Regions from separate parts of the Mus musculus genome. Here region 2 is linked to region 1. A link is a contact called in public Hi-C data. All regions are on one chromosome and are shown on one strand. Each heading gives the region's core, a stretch centred on a gene start, on an enhancer-like site or on the middle of the called end of the contact. The rest is flanking DNA. Distances are from core to core; before and after follow the strand shown.

The links. Hi-C and Micro-C count contacts between places; a contact is called where the count stands out from the background.
Region 2: a contact with region 1 is called in a Hi-C map of Th2 cells, with 2.1 times the contacts expected there. The contact joins two enhancer-like sites. A contact is called at or near these places in 4 of 484 Hi-C or Micro-C datasets (Th1 cells, Th2 cells and group 2 innate lymphoid cells).

What each region holds. Positions count from the first base shown.
Region 1 is chr2:48,247,731-48,254,433 of GRCm38.p6, forward strand. It overlaps Gm13481 (predicted gene 13481), which reads right to left. Exons shown (of 6, transcript NR_166463.1): 3 at 2,065-2,161. Among named protein-coding and RNA genes, the nearest start is that of Gm25338, 130 kb to the right of the region's middle. Within about 2 kb of position 2,416, at least 3 of the 459 cell types and tissues checked have an H3K27ac peak or open chromatin away from gene starts, as enhancers often do. A contact at or near this core is called in Th2 cells, where this site is marked.
Region 2 is chr2:48,470,298-48,477,000 of GRCm38.p6, forward strand. No RefSeq gene overlaps it. Among named protein-coding and RNA genes, the nearest start is that of Gm13481, 16 kb to the left of the region's middle. Within about 2 kb of position 2,939, at least 31 of the 459 cell types and tissues checked have an H3K27ac peak or open chromatin away from gene starts, as enhancers often do. A contact at or near this core is called in Th2 cells, where this site is marked.

The DNA of each region.
Region 1 (6,703 bases), core at 1,166-3,665:
GTTAACCTAACCCAATCCTAGATTAAGCTAAGTCAAATCTGGTTTTCAACTTTTATAGTTATTTATCATTCTGTTGTTTACCAATCTGGTCCGCATCTTATAGAATCTTATTTTGTTTTACATAGTAAAGCTATGGAGAGTGAATGAGAATGGTCCCCATAGGTTCATGTATTTGAATATGTGGTCCCCAGTTGTTGGAAATATTTGGGAAGAAATAGGATGTGTAGCTTTGTTGGAGAAGGTATGTTCCGAGGTGGGCCTAAAGGTTACAGAACTCATACCATTTTCTTTCCTTTATAAGGTTCCTTGGTCAGAGTGTTTCCTAGAGCACTAGAATGGTAACTAAGACATATTTTCAAATTAATTCATAATACCTAACTTTACTCTGTATAAGAATTCAACAAAAGAGTCTAGATAGATAACTCTACAGTTTAAATCATTCATTGCTCTTGCAGAGGATCTTCATTGGGTTCCCAGAACCCACAAAGCAGCTTAACTCCAGGTCCATGGCATCCAGTGCCCTCTTCATACCTATGTAGGCTCTGGAATGCACATGGTACACATGTACAGAAAAATGAGCATGCACAGTTCTACAAAACATCAAGGGAGAAGCTGGTTTCTCTATACTTTCTAACTCTGGCCTCTAGATCTCTCAAGTCTTGGTAGCTTTTAGAACTCTGAACTTCAATTTTCCTTTCTTTTATATATTGAGTCATCAGAATTCTGTAGGTTTCTTTGCCTCACAACTGCAAGAACTAGTGAATATCTTCCAAGAAAAAAAAATCAGCTCACAAAATATCAGGCCAGAAACTAGGAGGAAAGATCTGTACAGAGCACTGGCTTAGCAAAGTGCCAGTCACTGAGTTCAACCCTAGCATTAGAAATTATCTATGTATCCATCTATCTACCTTTATTTATTTCTACTTATCATCTATTTGCCTGTCTAATTAGGCATCCAAAAATAACATGGCTCCTAAGTTGCCTCAGGTGCTCTCCAAATTCTTTGCACAAATGTTCTTATATTTTGTCCAACTTTTCCATCATTCTCCATGGGAGGCTTACTCAACAATAAGATAATACACCATGCATTTTGGGATCTTTTTTGACAAGCTTTTAATCTGAGCAGTCATCACAGTTTAAAAGAATGCAACTTAAGTGCAAGTTCATAAAACAAAGTTTGTAACTCCTGTCTCCAGTTTTCTGTGGCATCTTATTATCTCTTGTGATGTGATTTGAATAATGTGGTAAAAGGATGCCTGCCTCAGAATGTTTGATTCACATATACCTGTTATTTCAGATCCAACTATAGGAAATATATTCAGGAAACTATCTCTGCTAATATATCAATGTTTCTAGATGAAGATTGGCAGTCACTAAAGATAACAAAGATCAGGCTTTTAAAGGAAGAGAGGCATAGTAGAAAAATATGTATCTGAATCTTACTATGGAGGGAATTACAAGACCAGATTCAAGATAGGCACAAAGGAGAAAAGATGGAAGGCACATTGTAAGAAAAATAATCTGAGAGGATCTACCTTCCCTGTATCACAATTTGGACTAAAACAGTTAAGTATCATTACAACACTTACCCCTGCATAAATAAACATTGTAAAAATATACAGTAAGACTTCATGGGTGCTGCTATAGACAAATCTCTCTGTCTGCTTTAGAGGGCGCTTAACCCAACCAGACATGAAATTGTCTCTATTTTCCTATTTTTCTCTTTTACTAAAAGAATGCTTTTTTATTAGTCCAATATTTTCAAGTTTATTATGCATTTTCTTCTCTATCAATCATGAAACTCACATCAAAGTCCTAGGTCTGCACGCAAAATAGTAACAAACAAGACAGAAATGAGACTTGCTTCTGTCATGCCTGAGCTATGAATAAGAACTGTTAAGTCACACATCTTCTATCTATACACCCAAGCTTCAGTACTAGTTTTGGTTTAAAATTTAGCAAGCTCAGTTACTCATAATGAAATGGGTGTGTTTTTGTTATCCAGGATGTAGATACTGATCCACATGCAAAGATGCTTTAACTAGAGACAGAAAAACCACAAACCTGCTTATAATCAGTGTTTCCATTTCATAGATTACTGTTCCAACATCTCCTACATCGGGTAGAATAAAATACTGACTCCTGTTATTCAACAAGGTATCTATGGGATAGATAGAAAGATTGTGGATAAGCGAGGGTGTTAAACTGCTGTGAGTGATGTCTAATTTCTTTACAGAACAGAATTAAAGTGGCTACAACCTCAGTCAACCTTGCATTTTTACGTCCAAATTTATCCTTAAACCAAGAAATATATCATCCATCTTGTGGGTTTTATGAGGACAGTATCACTGTGATATGGCCTATCCAGTACAAATCACACAGAGGCATATGTTTCTTATGCGTCACAATGAGACATAAATTAAAACCAAGCATGTACTTGCCAGGGCTCTGATACTATCATCCTGGCATAAACTGACATAGTGCTGGGCCTCCTCGATTCAAGTTCTGTCAAATCCAATCATTTAATTAAAGCCCTGGGAATGATGGGAATTTCAATAGCATGGCGCTATGGGAGCATTCTATAATCTAAAGCAAACAAAAAAATAAAACTATTCGAGTGAACCTATCAAAGCTATAATACATCTATTACCACAGCTGTTCTCCTCAGACACTAGGCTCCCTCCTGATCCTATTATTAAGTGCAAATGACCAGGCTCAGTGACTGTTATTTTAAAAAACATTACTTATCGTGTATTGTGTTCTGAATCTTGTTGACTTATTTTAATTTGCATAATTACTGTAATTCCCTACTATGTCAATACCATAGGATTCTATTAGGATTTTCCCTTTTATTTAAAGAACTATGTGGGTTCAAAAACACATGGTTATACTATTTTTTGACCCTTTTAAGCAACTGAGATGCAAGAGTGATCGAATAGTGCATTTTGGTAATTTTATTCTTAGTTCATATTTGGAATCATTGCCATAGGTATGAGAGACCCAAAAGGGGATCAAAATGAGAGAGCTTTGAAAAGCATAAAAAATATAATGAGTTGTCATAATAAGAAGAGCCTCTTCTCTGTAGAGTGTATTCAGAGGACACGTCAGTCTTTATTATAATACTTTCACTTGTTGCAACTCAGAGAATTTGATCATACTGGCCTTATTTTACAGAAAATAAACTTATGAATAGTCACTCACCTAGTTTGCCTTAGAGCCTAGTGTAAAATATACATCTCTATTTGACCGTGTTCTGCTTTATAGATTAAGAACTTTATAAAACCTAAGTGAAATAACCAGAAGATTTTCTACCAGTTGTCCATTCTTTGAGTATATAATATTCAAGAAGTCTATTATCTATCTAGCTTAGTCTTGTTTACTATATTTTTTATTAATTATTTTGTTTACATTCAAATTTTGTCCCCCTTTCCAGTCTTTCCTTTACACCCCCTCCCCTTACATCCACCTCTCCATTCCCTCTATAAGGGTACTCCCCTACCCATCCACTCACTCTTGCTTCACCCCTATAGCATCTCCCTTCTCTGGGGCATCAATCCTCCACAGGACCTAGTGCTTCCCCTCCCATTGATGCCAGATAAGGCAGTCCTCTGCTACATATATATCAGGATCCATAGACAAGACCATATATCGGTCTTGGTTTAGTCTGCGGGAGCTCTGAGGGGTCCAGTTAGTTCGTACTGTAGTTCTTCCTATGTGGTTGCAATCCCCTTGAGCTCCTTCAGTCCTTCTGTTAACTCTTCCATTGTAGTCTCCAGGCTCAGTCCAATGGTTGGCTGTGAGTATCTGCATTTGTCTTAGTCAGGTGCTGGTATAGCTGCCCTCTGAAAGACTGGGCCAGCACCTAAGACAGATGTTTACTAAACTTTAAGAATTGTTTTGTATTTACTCAAACTTGGACACTCAATTGATTCCCCTCATTTTAGCCTCTACAGTAGCTGGAACTACAGATATGGACCACCAAGACCAGCCATAATTGCTTAAATTCTCCTGTACTGGGTATCCCTGCAGGCACCTCAAGTCTCTCCAGTAAGTCTCAAAATAAATCAGTAAACAAATAAGTAATATTAGTAATTAATTTATTAGAAGACTTTTGGTATAATCAAGAAAGGAGTTTAAGACATGCCTACTATTCCTCAATCTCATGTTTGAGACTGAAACCAAAAGTTTCATATAGGTTCTTATAAAATCGAAGGCCTAGGAGCTGGTGATAAGGCTCAGCGGTTAAGAACACTGACTGATCTTCCAGAGACCCTGAGTTTAATTCCCATCAAGCATGTGGTGGCTCACAACCATCTATAATGGAATTCAGTGCCCTCTTCTGATGTGTCTGAAGGCAGCAAAAATGTACTCACATACATAAAAAACATAAATAAATCTTTAGAATAAAACCCAAGACCTAGGTTTCAGCCCCAAAAGTAGCTATAAGAGAACCACTGTGTGGGCCTAGAAAGTGCATGCTGACATTAATCCTCCTTTAAAGGTCCAAGGCCACTCAGCCATTGAAACATGAATGAGCAAGCACAACAGCAAATGGAAATGACAACACATGTGAAATTAACTGGGCTTGCAATCCAGGAGAAGCATTCTTTCAAAATCTCTGGGCTCTCTGTCTTTCCTTCTTTCTTGAAAACATCAGTAGATCCCTGTGCCTTTAAATGACAAATCAACCATAATTTTCTGCTCTAAGGCAATTGCTCTTTAGAATTCCAAATCTCACCCAGGCCAGAAATCAAACAATTATCTTGCTCATTTGCCTTCCTCTGCTAAACAGCACCTGTAGTATGATATAATACTAGACTTAGAACCCCAGAGGCCGAATTGAATCAGAACTTATCCTTCTTCACCGTCGCATTCATTTCCCATCCTCCACTTCTTTTTTTTTTTTTTTTTTCTGTCACCTAAACCAAGCATATTCTATATCCCAATGATTTTTTTTTTACGTATTTTCCTCAATTACATTTCCAATGCTATCCCAAAAGTCCCCCACACCCTGCCCCCCGACTCCCCTACCCACCCATTCCCATTTTTTTTGGCCCTGGCGTTCCCCTGTACTGGGGCATATAAAGTTTGCCTGTCCAATAGGCATCTCTTTCCAGTGAGGTAACACAATCACAAAAGAACTCAAATGATATGTACTCACTGATAAGTGGATATCAGCCCAGAAACTTAGTATATCAAGATATAAGGTACAATTTGCAAAACACATGAAACTGAAGAAGAACGAAGACCAAAGTGTGGACACTTTGTCCCTTCTTAGAATTGGAAACAATCACCCATGGAAGGAGTTACAGAGACAAAGTTTGGAGTTGAGACAAAAGGATGGACCATCTAGAGACTGCTATATCCAGGGATCCATCCCATAATTAGCCTCCAAACGATGACACCATTGCATACATTAGCAAGCGTTTGTTGCAAGGACCGTGATATAGCTGTCTCTTGTGAGACTAGGCCGGGGCTTAGCAAACACAGAAGTGGATGCTTACAGTCAACTATTGGATGGACCACAGGGCCATCCTCCACTTCTTGTCTATTCCTTATAGATAGTACAATACAGGGAGGTCACATGAACTAGATAATGAGAAAACCTTACGGGGAGTATAAGCACTCCTAAAAACTTGTGTTAATTTTTTAAATTGTTCCTTTTTTTCATTTCTGGTGCTTAAGGTACTCTACATTAATTGTAATAACCATAGGACCGACTTTAGATGTTACTGAAAATTAATACTTCCCCAAATATGAGGGAGATTGTAGGGGTGTCATCAGTGAGAAAGTGAAGCAAAGATGAATAATTTGTCTCAGGTGACAGGTAGGACAGAGACAAATCAAAACTCAAACCAAGCTCCAACATCTTCATGCATGTGTTTCTCAACACTTGACATCGGTTGTCAGAGGATTAGCCATGAAATCATCATTAGGTCCCTTCTGGATTTATTAATAAACAACAAAAGTTTAAGATACATTCCTGAATCATGATCTTTTACATGATACCTTGACAAACTTTTGCTATAAAGGCTTTAGGCAATATGGTCTATTCCAATTAGCCATTGTATCTTGAGAGCAGCCATGGAAAATATATGATAGAATGAGCATGGCGGGATCCCAATGAAAATTTGGAAACTATAAAAATCAAAGATTAAACTTGATTAGATTCAAGACAGTAGCTTGAAACTGCTGGTAAATCCCTAATAAAAGTCTATCTACCCCCATGCCAAAGAGACAAAGTGGATCTTATGTAGTGTAAAGCCACTTATTAATTAATCATTTGTATTATAGTATGGTAGATACTCAGAGCCCAATGCTCTGTAAAACGTGGAAATTGAAAAAAAATTATACATAATTACAGCTCTGAAACACATGTTGTTCTCTCAGTAGAACTAGAGATAATTTACTAAAAGACGTTTTAAAACTCTAAAAGTAGAAATAATTTTTTCCTGAAGTTCTTTGAGAGAAAAAAATCTTAATTAATAGATTTTAAGTCTAGAAAATAAATGAAACCGACAGTTTGTGACCTTTGGCTTCTATTCTGTTGCTCCCGAAGTAAATTGATCAATTCCTGGAAGTGTATATATATATATATATATATATATATATATATATATATATATATATATTACCTTAGACTAGAGCTTATTAAAAAGCAGTGCTCTTTTAAAGATTGAAGGGCATTGCACAGGAGATCACA
Region 2 (6,703 bases), core at 1,689-4,188, 220 kb after region 1:
ATGCTCTACATATCATAAAGGATTGATGATCTTACAAACTACATTTCAGGGAGCAAGACAACAGCAATGAACAATAATGCTGTTTTATTAACAGGTAGGCACACAGCTGAGAACTTCTAAGTTATATGAAATATAAATCATTGAGAGAGCCTGAACAGTAAACTAAAAGTACTTTAGTAATGTCAGCTTTAATTTCTTTTATATGCTATACTAGGAGGATTCCATTATATCTATTTCCCCCAGTGGTAAGGACCAAACCCAGGGTTCTGCATATGTTGGGTAAATATATCCCCAGCCCAATATACATATATTAATAATCCTTTGGTTTTAATATTAAAATGAAGAATCTTAGGAGAGTCAATACAAACTAACCTACCTCTTTTAAAACTCAAATTTATCAGACTTTGTCAAGGGGCCACAGCTCCTGAAAGTAGGAAATAATTGCAGCAGTCATGGTGCTGTCCCAGTGAAGCAGCAAAGGTGGTAGAAAAACAGAATTTGGAGCAGGAGAGGTTTCTAAAGGGGGTCTGTTGCCCAGCGCTTCTCAAACTGTGATATGCACCCAGATCTCGAGGGGTTGCCATTGAACTGACTCTGAACTGCAGGTCTACCATGAAGCCCACAACTGCATTTCCAACCAGTTCCATGGGAGCTACTGTTGCTTCTTGCCCAACTACATCTTAAGCAGCCAGTGTCTATAGCTCATCCCCTAGGATTTTAAATTTTCACAATGTAAAACTTCTACCTATGAAAAATGTGGTTACAGCAACAACAAAAGAAAGAAAGAAAGAAAGAAAGAAAGAGAGAGAGAGAGAGAAAGAGAGAGAGAGAGAGAAAGAAAGAAAGAAAGAAAGAAAGAAAGAAAAAGAAAGACAGACAGACAGACAGACAGACAGACAGAAAGAAAGAAAGAAAGAAAGAAAGAAAGAAAGAAAGAAAGAAAGAGAAAGAGAGAGAGAAAGAAAGATCCTAACATTATTCCTATAAGGAAATAGAAACCATATTGAAGTAACAAGAAACACGTGAGTTTTACACATCCAAATGTAAACTATTCTAAATTAAGATATTTATTATCTGCAAGTCAATGCCACATGAACAACCAATGATAACAGATTTAAGAGAAAAAGAACTAGGCTTACTACTTTCAGTCATTGGAGTCTTACCTTTCCCCCAATCTAGTCAAAGAGAACCTTTACCTTATTGCTAGACTCTATGGCCTCTTGTTTCCTGAGAGATCTTGCTGCCAGCAACCTCTTACTCGCCTGTCCCTTCACCTGTTCCTTCCTCCCCCTCCTCCCCTTCAAGCTCTATACCCTCCCTAAAGGAATTTTTTCCTAAATATTCTTAATTGAAACATGATGACATCATTTCCCTCCCAAGTATTCTCCCTTTAATCCCTCACAAGCTCCCCCTCTCTAATCACAATTTGATAGCCCTTTGTCGCTTATCATTATTATTGTTAGATACAAATCTAATAATACAGCCAGCTGAGGCTATTGTTGCTTGTGTGTATATGGTTTCAGAGCAAGGCTCTTTGCATTAGAAAACCAATAAAGATCTTCCCTGGGAGAAGCTAGTATGCCTTCCTCCAGCTGTGTGATATTAGTTCTTGCAGTTCTTTGTCTAAAGTTGGGACCCAGCGAAAATTTCCCCTTTCTCATTAATATGTCTATTGATGTTCCCATTGTTCTGGTCTTGTTTATTTAGCCATTTCTACAAGAGACTGTTTCACAGAAGACAACCTGGTAATCTGACTCTTAAAATCTTCCAGCCTCCTTTTCCCTGATGTTCCCCAAACCATAAATACAGAAGCTGTGGTGCAGATGTATCCACTGGGGCTAGGATCCCATGATCTGTTGATTTCTACATTGTGTCCAGTTATAGTTTGCTGTGATAGTTTGCTGTATGGAGAGGCTTATCTGATGGGGGGTAGTAGCTACATTTACCTATGGGTATAAGGATAAGATTTACAATATAGGACAGAATATGCTGCTCTAGCAAGTGATAGTAGCAGCTATTTTGCTAATGTCCATTAGCTTCCTATCCCAGGAAAGCTAGTTAGTTTTTCAGTATCATGAGTGACATCTCTCTTGTTGAGTGGCCTTGAAGTTCAATTAGACAGCTGGTGACTGACATTTGTGTGCCAATCAGTGTGCCTTCGTGGGTATCTTGCCATGCTGGTCATTGTTAAGGTTCATAGGTGTTACAGTTCAGCAGGCCTCTTTATTGCTTCCCTCTCTTGGAAGCCTTGATCGTATTTCATAGAAGCTAGAACACAGAGAAGAGGCTTTCAACTCAGAGCCACCTTGAATCATCAAGTCTTATACATTAAATGATTGGTGTCTTCAGCAATGGGGGTCCAACTCCTGAGAGACAACAAAGAGTTACTGTCCATATTCTGTTTTGTTTTGGAATTCAGTTAGACTACCCTGGCCAACTCTCCAAAAGGAAGTTTATGTTGCCTGATACTAGGTGTTTTGTTAGTACGTGGTTCTTGTGGGAACACTGTCAACTTATTTATCCTTTACTTGAATACCATAGCTTGAATACCAGATAGCCCCTAGCCTCCCACCTATAGCAAAGGTCTTTTCTCAGCTAAGGTCTTCCTTTATCCTTCTCTATTGCATGTCTCTTAGCACTGTCATCTATTTGGTTGTGTTATCCCATCTACAACAGCTCCTAGCTTTTCCTGTTTTGTTTTCCAAAATCCAGGAGTCCAACCTCATTTTTTTTTTTTAAAATTAAGATTGGGACTTGTTTGCCCATCTCTGTACCAGAAATCTACTTCTATCAAATAACTCTGAGTCTGTCTGTTCTTTTCTTGTGAATTACTGTACTCTGAAAACAAAATGCACAAACATCTCCACCTCACACAGCAGATGAGGCCTGTGGCAAGCTGGTCCCAGATTATCACCTTCATCTCTTTTTCCCCACTGTCAAACCACATCCACACAGCGTTTCTTAAGCACCATTTATCAGCTCATCAGTCACCAAAGACACCAGGCCACGTCATACCTCTGCCTCAGCATGTCTTGATCTCTCTTCCTAGAACAGTCTTCCTCTTCAACGCCTCTTGCAAGATCCATCCCAGTCCCATGTGAAGCTTTTCTGCTGAAGTTAGGGGTCCCCTCCTCTCTAAAATTCCTATAAGTCCTCACTTTTTATCTGTCTCTAGGCACATACCAAACCAGAGCATCTTACAAGCAATCTTTCTCTGCTTGAGCTCAGCCCCCTGGCCTTGCTCTTCTTCCTGCTACCAGTGCCAAGCACAATGTCTGGACTAGAACAGACATTCAGTAAATACTTACTGAATACATGAATGAATGTAAAACAGAAACTAATACTGAAGATGACAAATAACTATAACCCATTCAGTGGGGCATAGGTATTCAAGGGAGGAAAATTTACCATAAAAGTAAATGTGAAAATGTATAGCTACGACACCCAAACAGACATTCAAAAACAGAGTTCTCTAGAAGAAAGTGTGGTGGGGGAGAGGTTCTTAAAGAGCCTGTCACTCTTAGATGAGGGGGATGGGGCTGAGGAGAAGGAAGAGAAATCTGTTAGTGGTGGAGACAGTTGTATGTTATATTTACTGAGGTGGCCATCCTAGTTAGGGCAAGCAGCAGTAGTTTTAAAGATAAATAATTAACAAAATGGTGTGTGAGGACTAGGAGAGTGGGAAGAACTTGAGGTGGATATCAAAAAGGAAACACTCACTTGGCTATGGCTAAGGACTATGGGTAGAATACAAAAAATTACCATTTCAGTCGGGTTGTTAATATTCTATTGATGTCACTTTGGGGCAACACAAAGTGAGATCTTTCCAGTTATATCTCTACACCCTTTCACTCATAAACGCTTGAAGATCATTTCCATCTAGCCAAATTCCATCTTGCCTAAAAGAATCACCTATATATATAAAACTTGTCCTTTTAGTCTTTTAGCTTTCCCATCCATCTCTTGGACCACAGAAGCCCTGAAGAGCTTTGAGAACCACCAAGGTATATCCAGCGCTTTAGAGTGCACAATCTGACATCAAGGGCTTGTGAGAATACGGCCTTGCATGAAGAACACTGCTTTTTCTCCTCTGCCTTCTGCTGCTGTTAAGACCCTGAACCGGGAGTCTAGGCCAGTCTCTGCACTAACTTACAACCTCAAAGGTAGAGAGTCCAAGGCACTAATAATTCCAAAGAAGAACAAAGAGGTGAAAAAAGCTACTATTTGTCACTGCTGCATCTGTTTCTACAAATACTTGCCGCAGAAAATAAGCCCCACAGAACATGATGTATGAAGTATGGACTCTATTGGGTCACGGTGGTGCTTATTTGTAATCTCAGCACTTAGGCAGAGGCAGGAGGATAGGGAGTTCAAAGCCAGCCCAGACTTCAGGAGACCCAGTCTCTTCTAAATTAAAACTTCCCCTTCCCCTCTTCTAGAAAACTACAATGTCAAAACCTAACACATTTTTTCCTGTCAAGAGAAGTACACAGCTGAATAGATTGTTCTTCTGGTTGGAGGAAATTGGTTCAAGCGGAACTCATCAATGACCCAGATGCAAAGGAAGTCTCCACCCATTATTGTTCTTAGAGAAAATGATGAAGTAAACTGAATTCCGGTGCTTTCAATGAGAAAATAAATGTTTTGTATGGTAATATAAACCAACAGAAGTTCACGGAGTACGGGGTTTAGCAAGTTTCTACACACTTGTTTTTTCAGTGAGATAATTTTCCTTATTGTCCACTATGACAAGGACCCTGTTGCTTTTTCTTCCACAAAGATGTGTGAATATATGTACATACCTGGCCTGGCCCTGTGTGTATGTGTTCATGTAGACAAATGCATGTGTATGTATGCATTTCATTTTACTTATGCTATTTACAAGTGGAGGGTAATGAAGGGCAACTACACAGGCTGGACCTTGATTTCAGGCTGGAGAAGAGAAAAAAAATGGAATGATAATTTCAGAGGAGCCTGAACTGGGTCACTGAAGTCTGCTATGTGGAACTGATAACTGAAAAGCTCAGAAAAATATTGATTTTTTTTTTTTTTTTTTTAGATAACTTACACTTTTTCTGTTAACATTGGAACCCAGCCACACGCCTTTCAGGGCAGGGATTTAGGATTTTTTCTCTCTAAGGGTATTTATTGTCTTTGTCAGTTGTCCTGGGAAGGATCCATACAGACCAGAAACGGAGCCACAGGATGGGAGCTATAGTATAGCAATGACTTAAGAAACCTGCATATGTGAACTCTGAGGGTTAACAGCTCTCAGAATCCCAGAACCTTGGGTAGCAGAGTGGGCACACAGTATTGGGATGGAGAGTCTGAGTTAGCCCTGGGGCTACAGGTTTTGGTGACAAGACTTTGTGGACTCTGCTACAAGCTAACATCTACAACGCTGTTGCCTTCATAGTTCCATGGTTTTAACAAACTTCCAATAAACTCCTTTTCCTGATGGACATTCAGTTCAAGGTTGTCACCCAGGAAAAGGCAGTGGTCTAGTAGTAGATGAACGGTGTTTATCTGTGCACTAAGGCTTGACAAAACCAACCAAGTTGAAGAAAATCCTAGAAGAGACTTATAAATACCAAGTAAGCAGCCTGGGTAGCCTTTCTTTATGGGTAAATTGGGTAAAGTCACTATAATTTGCATATCCATGAACACATGGTCTAGTTTTGGCCACACACATGAACACACTAATGAGGATATGCATATGAGCAAATTGGAGGTTTTTATTTTTCTCTTTTCTAATTATAAGACAATATATGCTCATAGCTAAAAAACTTTAAAAAAAAAAATAAATAAGAGTACCTACTTCCCTGCCCTTTGAGATCTAGCGGGAAGGAAATGTGACTTTTCTGAAGACACTCCTACCTCAACTCATGGGCCCTTTTGATTGACCACTAAACCTAAGTATGTATTTTGTTTAAGCTTGCACCTAGTAAGACTCTCTAATGTCTACAAACCCTATCTTGGATTTTATTTTTAAAAATTACACTCTTCTTCTAATGATCGGCATGGAAAGGTTGCACCCAGGTATTTGTAAAAATGTGTATGAGCTTGGAGTCACAGATGTTCCCCAAGACTTTTTTTAAAAATTCCATGTAGAATAGAGTATTAAGCACAAAGACTTGGTAACAAGCATGGTCAGTGATCCCTCCTGTCCTCTGAACTGTGACTGATAGGCACGAGAGTAGCAAATACAAAACATTCTCTCCTTCTGCATTTGACGTGACATCATCAACACTACCTTAGGTTATTAAATCACTATCAAAAATACCACCTATAATGTCTGTGTGGTATCTATACAAGGATTTCCCAGAATCTGAAAACTTTATTTTAACTTCATAATTATATTTAAAAAAAAAAAAAAAGACCAGGCATGCTTATAATGCAAATCTTTTGCCAAGACAAGTAGTGAAACAGAAAGAAATGCCAGATGTGGGTTGCTATAGCAAAGAGCCACTGCTATCCCATAGCCCCACGAGGTGAAATGAGATCCACACTAAAGAAAAAAAAGCTATAACAGCGAAAGAAAAGAAGGGGTTAATATTCAAATCTTATAAGGCAATCAAATGACTCAGTAGCAAACCACAAATAACTAATTTTAAAAAGTCTTAAGGAGGCATTTCTCAGAAGAAAGCACACGAGTGTAATAGGTAAATAAAAAGATGCTCTGTGACTCATCAATGGGAAATGT